Linked DNA regions of Mus musculus: region 2 is linked to region 1. Evidence: chromatin contacts called from public Hi-C data. All regions are on one chromosome and are shown on one strand. The core of a region is the stretch at or near the end of the contact, and the rest is flanking DNA. Distances in the headings are between cores, read along the strand shown. Region 1 has its middle 22 kb from the start of Lexis1. Region 2 has its middle 37 kb from the start of Fsd1l.

The links. A called contact is a pair of places that touch in the nucleus more often than the background predicts.
Region 2: a Hi-C map of liver shows a contact between it and region 1, with 5 times the contacts expected there. The contact joins two enhancer-like sites. A contact is called at or near these places in 4 of 484 Hi-C or Micro-C datasets (cerebral cortex, cortical neurons and liver), 5 of 115 datasets of contacts at active chromatin or transcription factors (SST interneurons, cardiomyocytes, embryonic stem cells and 2 more) and 1 of 9 other capture datasets (embryonic stem cells).

What each region holds. Positions count from the first base shown.
Region 1 is chr4:53,193,730-53,199,072 of GRCm38.p6, reverse strand. No RefSeq gene overlaps it. Among named protein-coding and RNA genes, the nearest start is that of Lexis1, 22 kb to the left of the region's middle. Within about 2 kb of position 2,647, at least 288 of the 459 cell types and tissues checked have an H3K27ac peak or open chromatin away from gene starts, as enhancers often do. A contact at or near this core is called in cerebral cortex and liver, where this site is marked.
Region 2 is chr4:53,591,732-53,597,074 of GRCm38.p6, reverse strand. It overlaps a transcript of Slc44a1 not described here. Among named protein-coding and RNA genes, the nearest start is that of Fsd1l, 37 kb to the left of the region's middle. Within about 2 kb of position 2,649, at least 37 of the 459 cell types and tissues checked have an H3K27ac peak or open chromatin away from gene starts, as enhancers often do. A contact at or near this core is called in cerebral cortex and liver, where this site is marked.

The DNA of each region.
Region 1 (5,343 bases), core at 1,398-3,897:
GAATAGGCTCGCTTGAGGTCTGGAGATTCCCAGTTCTGATATCAGGATGCTGATGTCTGTGGTCAGGCACGTTAGTCCTAAGTCATTCAAGAGAAGACTGACATTTAAGAGAGTTATTTGAGCAGGCCGAATTAACCGCTTGGACAAGGAATGTTTGGTCTTCAAAATCAAGGGTTTTCTTTTGTTGTTTTTCTTGAGATATCTCTGCTTGGATTTTATGGAATCACAGAGTGTTCCAGATAGCTTTATGTCAGCTCAGCACAAGCTAAAGTCTTCTAAGAGGAGGGAACCTCAATCAGGAAAATGTTTTCATAGCATCAGGCTTCAGGTTAGCCTATAGGGAGGTTTCTTAATTTGTGATAAATGGGGGAGAGCTCAGCCCATGGTGGGTGGGGCCAACTCTGGGCTGGTGGCCCTGGGTTCTATAAGAAAGCAGGCTGAGTAAGGAGCCTCCCTCAATGGCCTCTGCATCAGCTCCTGCCTCCGAGTTCCTCTCCTCTTCGAGTTCCTGTCCTGGCTTCCCTCAGTCATGGACTACAATGCGGAAGTGTAAATCCTTTCTTTCCCTACTTGATTTTTGGTCATGGTGTCTCATCACAGCAATAGAAACCCTAACAAAGACGCAGAGCAACTCAGTACTATAGGTACAACTCAACCCATGTGATGTTTTGGGAGTTCTGGAAACCACTGTGACCACACATTAAATTATAGGTGAAGCTGTAAGCAGCCCTCTGCTCTCCTGACACATGACTTCTCTCCACAACCCACAGAGAAATGACCTTATGATCATTAACTTGTTTGAATCATCGGGATTCGTTGAGAGGCTGTAGTATCAGCTAAAAACATTACCCCTCCTCCCTAGAAAAAAAAGGTATATTCAAATTTTCCATGTTTCAAGGTAAGAAACCCTGCCTTTGGTTCACACCCAAAACCACCTCCCAGATTTCACCGGCAGCAGTTCTGTAGTGCAATAGTTTTCCTTGCCTTCCAAATGTGCAGCCAAATGATTTCTGGCTGTTCCCAAATATCAAATCCCCGAAGGAACAAGACGTTCCAGTGCAGAAGAGGTCCAAAGGAATGTGCAGTGCACTCAAAAGGCATTTTTACAGAGAGTGGTCCACAGACATTTCAGGAGAGCCAGGGACTCTGTACAGTCTGCTTTCACCAGGTGAGCGCCAGGGAGACAGGAGCATTTTGTGCCCATACCTGCAGATCAAATAACCAGCCCCCTTTCCTCTCAGACAGAACTCATGTGGGAGCTCTGGGGTGACAACTTCTTATTAGTTGATTAAAAGCTCAACAGAGATCCCCTCATAACAAATACTGCTTTTCTGCACACCCTCTTCTACGCAGCTCTGTATGCCTTGCCCCTCGATTTTGTATGATCTACACCTCTGTTTTCATCTCTCCTTCTCCTGACCCACACTGGTGCAACCTGAAGAGCAGATAGAGGATTCCTGCACTTTGTTTTTTGTTGTTGTTTGAGACGGATTCTCACTAGGAGGCCCTGGCTGGCCTGGAACTCATGATAATAGAGCAGGCTAACTTAGAACTCATAGAGATCTATTATTTGCCTGCCTTCCCAGTGCTGAGGTTAGAGACATGGGCAACAAGGCCAGGGGATTTCATCACTTATATGCCTATTTGACATTTGTGTTAGCATTGCTGATGCAAGGAATAACAGCACTACATTTGCAGAATGGGAGATTGCAAATACACAGACAGTGTGGCTCACTCTTCTCTCTGAGAAATGAAGGGCACTTTAGAGCATAACCTGGTCACTCCCTTAGCTAAAATCTAATGCTTCTCTTTCCAGAGTCCAGCACAACGTGTTTGCTCAGTCTTAAGCATGTCTCCAAGCAACATCCTCTGTATTTGCTGGAAGGAGATTCACTCACTGAAAGGCAATTGCTCACTACTTTAAGAGCGGCTGTGGTCTGGACTGGCTATTCAGAAAGGCAGTCAACATCAGGTGCAGCCTTGGTCCCCTTTAGCTCTGTCTACTTTGATATGATGGAAAAGCAGATTTGTAACTCCTACAACTTTCAGTTTGGCGGTTCTGCCACTGACTACAGTCATAGATTCTCACCCGCTCTTTTGCATAACAATTGCCACCTCAAAGAACACAGGAAAGCTATGAGAGGCCCTTTAAGAATTAAAGACATCTAATCTATGCATTTACTTATCTATCATGTATGCGCATCGCTTGCGTTCCTTCCAAACACTTTCTAAGCTTCAGGTATCCAAGCTTCTATCTGGCTGGCTCCAGCTTTGCAAGACGAGGAAGAGCAGCAGTAGCAACGCCTGTACAGCCCGTGCCTTTTGCTGCCTGGAATGACCTGAAGCTGGCAAGGAGAGACAGTTTGAATTCCAGGCAGGCTAAAAGGCCTTGGCTGAAGAGCTGAGGATTTCACAACGCCGCAGGGAAAGCCTTTCCATAAAGAGATGAAGGGATATGGAAAAAACTGCAATTCTGCAAATTGGGAACAACTAGAAGGTGGAAGTGTCCTAGAAGTCCAGATGGGGTCCTAACGTGACCGTCTGCCTTCCTCGGTTTCCGTCACAACCTGCAAACCACACTATCACAAACTGTTACTATATACAGGGCCTAAGTCCCCTTCATCCCAGCTCTAGGGGAGTCAGAGGCTGTGTTGTCTACCTTCACGCGCATGCGCGCCTTCCAGATACTTTCTAAGCAGCAGCAGCAGCAGCGCCCAGATCCGGTGATTAAAGAAAATTCCTCTCATCTTATACCTTGAAATGATCAATGCGTAATCTGAAGCGGTCTCAGAGTCTGTGGTCTGTTAAGAGTCAATGAAATGGAAGGAGAGGACGAGTCAAGACTTGCTAGGGTCTGGAACTACAACTTCCAGCAGACACCGCGCTTTGTGTTTGGCTTTCTGGTGGGCGTGTCCAAGGCCTAGGACGCTTAAAGCGGCGAGACCTCTTGGGGCCAGATCTCTGCAGAGCTAGCCAGCTGGAGTGTTCCAGCCACAGGAGGCCTGCGAGCAGAATCCTTTTAGATCTGCTGTTGTCAATGAACTAGCAGTCAGTTCATTAGAAAGGACACCGGTTAAGCATTCCAAGCCTGTTTTGAAGTTCATCAGCTCTTTCTCTAGCTCTAGCTCCACAAATCCTAAGTTGTCCATTCAACAAATAAAAAACTTAGAAAATACCATCTGTAAAACCTGTTGTGTCAACACAATTGTTTTTCTGTTACTGGTATCCATAGGCAGTACTTAGTGTCCCACTTATTAAGACTCAGCGTGACCCACAAGGAATTCTTTAAAGAGAACCAGTGGATAAAGTAAAAACTTGATTTAAAATTTTGCTTTCGTTTTCTACTTCTTCTAATGGAGTGTCTTTAAAACATAGCATGCCTTCAAAGTGCATATTTTTAAAAAATGATTTACATTGTGACATACTCTTCAAATAGAACGCTTTCAAATACTGCTTTGCTTTTTCTTACAGGAAGACAACAACAAAAATGTTCTCTGGTAGCATAGTCTAGAACATCGGTTCTCAACCTGGGGGTCACAACCCTGCCCCCACACCTACCCCCACCCACACCCCAGACCTTTTCATAGAGGTCTCATATCAGGTATCCTGCATATTTACAATACTATGCATAGCACCAGCAACATTACAGTTATGAAGTAGTAACGAAATAATTTTATGATTGAGGGTCACCACTACATGAACAACTAGATTAAAGGGTCACAACATCAGGAAGGTTGGAAACCACTGTTCTAGAAGGTGCCATTGGTTCTAACAAAGCAATGACAGTGGTTTCCTTGAGCTGGGTAGTTACTCTGATCAGATTCTTCTTGGCATCTTATTGGTTCAAGGCACTGAAAGTGAAGACGTCCCCAACTCTCTTCCCACCCCAGCTCCTAACTAACCCTGAGTTCTTATTGGCACTAATAAACAACCTCTCCCTGCTGCCAACTCTCCCTTTTTTAAATTTTGCAAACAAATAGAATGTAAGGACCTCTAAGGGAACCAATTTCGGACCTGAATGCAAAATAGTTTTAGAATTAGGTTTTCCCCTTTGCTTCTGGATTTGTCTGCTTGATGCCTCTGTGTGCATTTGTTCTGTTCAGTGTGACCTTTGTGAATAATATGAAATTGGCCAACTGTGCCCAAAATTAATACGATGTATAATTTATTATTTATTCCTTTTGTGCAGTAGCCCAGCAATAGGCACTCTGAAAAATGGAAATAACAGTTGATGTATAGTGATTTTGGAGATGACTGGAATGGCCGTTGTGCCCAGAACAAACCCTCCATACATTCTGAATCAGGAGACAGCAAGACTCATGATATTTGGAAACACTTAGACTCTCACAAAATTCTTATTTATTCTCCTTATAGTCACAGACAGAGCCAGTTTTCTGGCCATCAACATTTCTATTAAATATTCATTTTTATCCAATCCCAACCACCACAGCAAAATAAGAATGTAAGATGAAAGAGAATGTTGGTGTGGATGGGAAAGCTGCAAAGAAACTCACACCAGGTACACTCTGAGAAGAAACTCACACCAGGTGCACTCTGAGAAAAAGGCAGCTGGTGAGGGGATGGAAGCGCAACTCTTCATTTTTCCTTTATCACCAACAGTCAAAGACATACATTAACTGGCCAAGAGGCACAACTTATAGTAGAGCAAAAAATCATTAGGAATGCAGAATAAATCTTTTAAAACAACCTTTATAGAAGGTGCCATAAAGCTTTACTGAAAATCATTAAGAAAGCATTTAAACCAATTGAAGAATACATTGTTTCTGAATGAAGGGGCTACATTTTACATGGCTTTATAATTTGACATCTGCCCATGCCCTGCAACCTGTCTTAAATGGTAACAGTGGCACCTGTGTGTGTCCACATCAGGCCTATCTTGCAACACATAGATCTATGTCTTCAGATGCACATTTTTAAGTGAGTGAGCTAGGAGTCCTCTGAGATAGCTTGTAGTCAGACAATATGGTATTGTTCCTAGTGGGTAGGGGGAGGACAGAGCTGGGATGTGTGCTGTGGGAACTTACATGGGGGTAGATCCTCTGGAAGAGGTAAACTGCTTAGTCAAGGGTGTTAAACACTTGAAAACGTCCCTTTCCCTGTTCCTGCTCTTTCTTTTTTCCTTTTGAACACGGTCTTTCTTTATAGTCCAGGCACTCTTTGAATTTGCTGAGTTCAGGCTGTCCTGGAACTCACGATCATCTAGCTTCAGCCTCAGGAATCCTGGGATTGCAGGTGTGTACCATGCCTGGCCAGTGGGGTTCGTTTTGTTTTGACCACCAAACAATACCCCTAGCCTTGAAGGCATTTGTGAAAAAAGCCATA
Region 2 (5,343 bases), core at 1,400-3,899, 400 kb before region 1:
AGGAGTGTGTCTTCTTAACTGCCTCATACTCTGCCACCCTATGTCTCTGGGACAAAGGAAACGCTGTGGTTTTGTATTTCATGCCCAGTCGGAGGCCAGTCTTTTGCAAATAACACAAGTTACGAATGTTCTTGACTTGTATTCAATCAACGGTTTCAACTTCCTTTCTCTTCCCGGAGTCTAATATAAAGTAAAGTAGGCCATTTGATCCCTTTCCTCTCTTACACAACCCTGGCTTCCTGCAGAACACCCTGACTCTGGGGCTATGGATGGGGAGCGCTCTACAGACCATGTATTTGTTCTAAATGATGGTAGGCAAAAGAGCCCTCCGGTCAGTGTCTGAATGGCTGAAGGAGGGACCCCTAGGCAGCTACTGCTAGGGGACAGCAATAAGTACAGGGGTAAGGGTCCAGGCAGTGGGCCCAGGTCTCCAGCAACATACTGCCATCCAAGAGGACTTCCAAGAAGGCAGGAATTACTAAACTAATTGTTATTAATAATTAACTCATCTCTGCGTGTAGTACACTTAGACTTCCAAGCAAACAAGAAGCCTTCTGGAACATACAGGGTGTTCAAATGTTCTAAATAGCAGCTTGGGACAGTGGACTTATCCGAAGGCTCTCTTTCCTGATGCCTGTATTTCCTGAGGAAGGTATAATCCTCCTTCTGACCCCATAAAGCTTATTAAACTTTGAACATACCTTAAAATCCTTCAAGGACAGATAAATTGGGGCTTTCTTTATTCCAGGCCTGTTGTTAGCCACACCGCTCTCTGTCTAGCCGCTCCCTCGGACAGGAGTTTCTATTATTATTGTTGTTCAGAATCGGCACTCTCTCCAGGCCGGCATGCTTCCCGCCTCGCGCCTTTATACTAACACTGGAGTTCCGTGCCTGCCTTTTCTTTTGTGTCTTGTAGTCTTTTGTTTCCTGGCTCTATTTTCATCGCCAGGTTCACTGCCAAAATGCGTTCAGTCACACTCTGCCAATATGTTGGCATTTGCAAGAAATTTGGGGGTCGATAACTTGAACAGAAGAGGTGCTATGATGGGGTGTTACTCAAAATGTGATCTCTTTAAGTCAAAGATTAACTTTGAACTAGCTCTGTCACTAATGTAGTGTAGTCTGTACATTAGCTCATGTAGGCTTAGCTAATGAGCAGGAAGCCACCCTGTTAGGCAATATCTGCCAATAAAAAGGTCACGCTTGGGAAGGAGAAGCAGAGAGACCCTCTCCCGATTTGGGGCTGGGCCAGTCAGACATAAGCTGCTTATCTGTGTAGACGGAACAGCCTGGCCCATAGGGCAGGAAACCCTAGCTTTGGGGAATTACACTAGAGCCATGGCCCAGGTTGGGTAAATACTGACAGTCTGGAGTCCTCTTGGGTGTGTAGTGGGGCTGGTTAATGACTGTCAGACTCCATTCCAGAAAGACCTTCAAACGTTTACAGAGAGACTGGGACAGAGCATCTGCCCTAGAGGAGCGTTATTACTTAATCCATCTGTTCTAAAAGTACGCCTATCAGGACAGCGGTGGGGGGGGGGCAGGGGGAGCAGCATGAACTATGTGATAGTAACACTGTTGCAGGCCCCAGTGTGCGCTGACTGGCCTTCTGAAGACTCATTGTATCAAGGGAGGGGAGAAGAAGGGAGACCTGATAGCCAAGCTCAGCTAGCTTCTCACACTTGGCATTTCATCACCCTTCCGCACTGAATCCTCAGAGCATCACTGGATCCCTGGTGCCCGATAAAGAGGGGAGTGACTTGCCCAAGTGACAGGGTTGGCCGGATCCAAGTTCAAGTTTGTTAGATTCCTATGATGCTGCTGCCCAGCCATGACAAGGGAAAGATACATAAGATATTGCTGAAGACCATGCAGGATGGGAAGGAGGAGAGAAAATGGAACAGCTTGTTCATCCTCCTGAAAGGAGGTCTTGATTGTATACATGGAGCAAGTCACCCTGTTGTGCAAACATGCCTCTCACCAATTAGTATTTAAACATACAAACAACAAACAATACATCTAATTACCCCAAAGCAAGAGACTTGCTAAATGGACTGGTAATTTTCATGTTGAATCTATGTGAAATTCTCAACAACCAAGTATCAAATACAATCTTACCCAGTTCAGCTGGATTCAGCTGCTGTCATGAAGGATGACCTGTTGCCACCACCACACACATTTCCACCCCTAAAAATTCAAAGGACTCCTTTTTGTTTTTCCTTATCTCATTTGGAATCTTTAATAAGAAATAAAGATTGACTTGATATTTCCCTAAAACAAAGTCTGGGAATGAATCCTTTGGTTAAAAAGTTGAGTGCATTTTTTTTAGTGGAAAACCAAAGGTTGGTAATATTCCCAAGGAGCACAGAAAGAATAGGAATAGCTAATGTAAAAAACAAAACAACAAACAAACAAACAACAACAACCCCCACCCCCTACAAAACCAGGGAAGGTAATTGAATGAACTAGCCGAGCCTAAGGCAATAGAAGGATACCACCCAAGTATGAACGAATTGAGGCCATTCCCAAGCTAGTAAATAGTGAAAGCAGATCTGAATTCTAGCTTTCTCAGATACACGGGGACAGTTGAGTTGCAATTTGGTTGGCTGAATTTGTCCATTTATCCCTCTCTACCAGCAGGTGTCACCAGACAAAAGCACATTTGCAAAAGGATGGCCTGAAAACCCAGCTCTGGCTGCAATTCCAGCCTCATTCTAAGGTCACATTGAGTGTGGAGGCTTCAGCTGAACAGCCAGCATGGATGCCCAGAGTTCTCAAAGTTTACTGTGCGTGCACACCTCTGGTGTGCCTGCAGCAGAGGCCGTTAAAATGTAGATTCTTGTGCCTCTAGTTGCAGAGGTTCTGACTCAGCAGGTCTAGAGGGGGCCTCAGCAATTTCCATTATATGCATCACCTTTATGCTCCCTGCATTCCCTGTTATGGTGTGGGCTTATAAGTACTGATTTGCTCCTTGTATATACTGAACATTGTTGTCTTGTAGTCTCAACTCATGAGTCAGTTGGGCTACCAGGGGACTTGTTTGTTCTTTTATCCATTCACCAAGCATCTGTTGAGCCCTTACCAGTTGCCAGTTCCTATGGGGCACTTCTACAAAGTCATGAAGCTCATCCTGTGAATTTAGACTTCATCAAGGGATCATTCATTAGATCCAATAAAGACTCAGCTTTTCTCAAATCTACCCATCAAAGAGCCTGGTCTCCACCAAGGAAAGAAAAAGACCCCTTTTCCACAAAGAATATTCATGTATTTACAGAAATTGCTGCCAAAAATGGTCTTAATGGCTAGTTTACTGGACATAAAAGTAACAGTGTAGTTGGGAATGGATCTTATTACTATGGCTTTAAACACAGATTAAAAGAAATATACCCATTAGTATCTGAAAATCAAAATGTTGCTGTGTTTTACTGCCACATTAACATGATAAATCCAAGTTAAATAACAACTCTGATAGTCTAAAATGAGCTGGGGTGAGCTGGGGAGATGCTTGTTGCATAAGTATGGGGTTCTGAGTTGAACCCCCAGAACCACAGGGGGCGATGGCTTAGACTATGGAGGTGGGAACATAACCAAATTATCCCTTTTGTCCTCAACTCGCTTTTGGTCATGGTGTTTCATCATAGCAATGGTAAACCTAAATAAGACACAACCGGAAGTGGGAGAGACCGAGTCAGAGAGAAGGGTGTGGTTGTCGGTGCACTGGGAGGCAGATCTGCCTATGATCACTAGGAATCTCTGGCCTGTCTGATCCTAGGTTCAGTTGATCAGTTCCAGGCCAGTGAGAGTCTGTCTCAAAACACAGATGGAAAGCATTCTGAGGTATCACATCTGAAGTTGACTTCTGGCACATCCACATCCACAGACTGGGGGGAGGGGGGAGGGAGAGGGGAAGGGAGAGGGAGAGGGAGAGGGAGAGGGAGGTAAGTTACATTGCTACAAATGAAATACAAACAAAAATTCCATGGGAAATTTAAAGTTTCCATTCTGTGGCTATCCAGGGAGGATGACAGAGAGCACAGAGTAAGAGACTTTAATGAAAGGCATGCATCTGAATGCCACCCATGGGCAGAAACCACTGCTCAGTGAACGAACTCAGCATGCCCTGAGTCCACCTTCATTTTTTTCTTCTTCTTATTATTTTATTTCTTTATAATCCAGCCATTGTCCCCTTCTGGTCTCCCCTCCCACAGTTCCTCTTCCTATTCTTCCTACCCCCTGTCTCCAAGAAGGTGCTCTCTACATTTTAACATTTTCCTGACCATTAGAAAATGTCTTACACTAGAATGGAGTTTGTGGTCCCTGAAGCGACCTTACACTATGCGTTCAATACTGTAATGTCCCAGCTGCAGCCAGTGTCACCAGCTTCTGCAGCTCTCTCCAGAGCCTGGGCCTTCACTTCCTCCCCAGAATTAAGTCAGTCTCGGGCCTGCTTCAGTTCTGAGTTTTCCTCACATCCTGTTTGATAAATGGGAAATGCCTGAGTATCCGACAGGAAAGCCTTCTGCCCCTCGAGACCGAGCACAGCGCCTAAGTTAGGACATGGTGTCAACTGTGCAAAACAAAACAAAAGAGAAAAGGGATCAGTTCTCCTGGAGCCAGCCCAAAGTCAGCAAGGCCAGATCTGGGGAACTCTTCGAAGATGCTCCATCTTCCAGTACTGTCGTTGTCAGTGTCTGGGTGTCACGTAGGCTTGGGAGATTACAGCCATTACAGTTGTCCCTCTGGTAGCCAAAAACCAAAAAACAACAACAACTGCAACAAAACAAAACAAAAACAAACAAACAAAAAACCAGGAAATCAAGACAGGAAGCAGCTATGTCAGGTGGGCAGAACTGGGAATATCGTAATACCGCAGCTTGCATCTCACTAGTCAGAGGGCCACTGCAAGCCTCTGGGAACTATGATAAGGTGTTGCACTTGGCCCATCGACGTGGCATCTGGGTTCTATCCATGAGGAAGGCCGGTATCATCCACACTGGGTAAGACAATTAGCAGTCACTACAGCAGCCGGATAGAAACGCATGACTAACATGTTAATTGGCAGATGGAACAGAAATATGTCTTTGTAATCACTAGGCTCTTTCAGGGGTCTGGGATGAGATTATAGAAACGGCTTATTTTCCTACATCATCCCATGAGATATGAATAACTAGCCTGTCTCTTTTTCAAGCAGATATCTTTTCCAGGCGTTCTCTGAAAGTGTTCCATTTGTTTATGTTCAGGTACAGGCTGACCTACAAAAAGTAATGCAGACTCATCTCCCTCCTCCTGCTGTCTGCCGTGCTGATAATAGAGCCGAAGAATCGCCCAAGCTCGAACACCCAC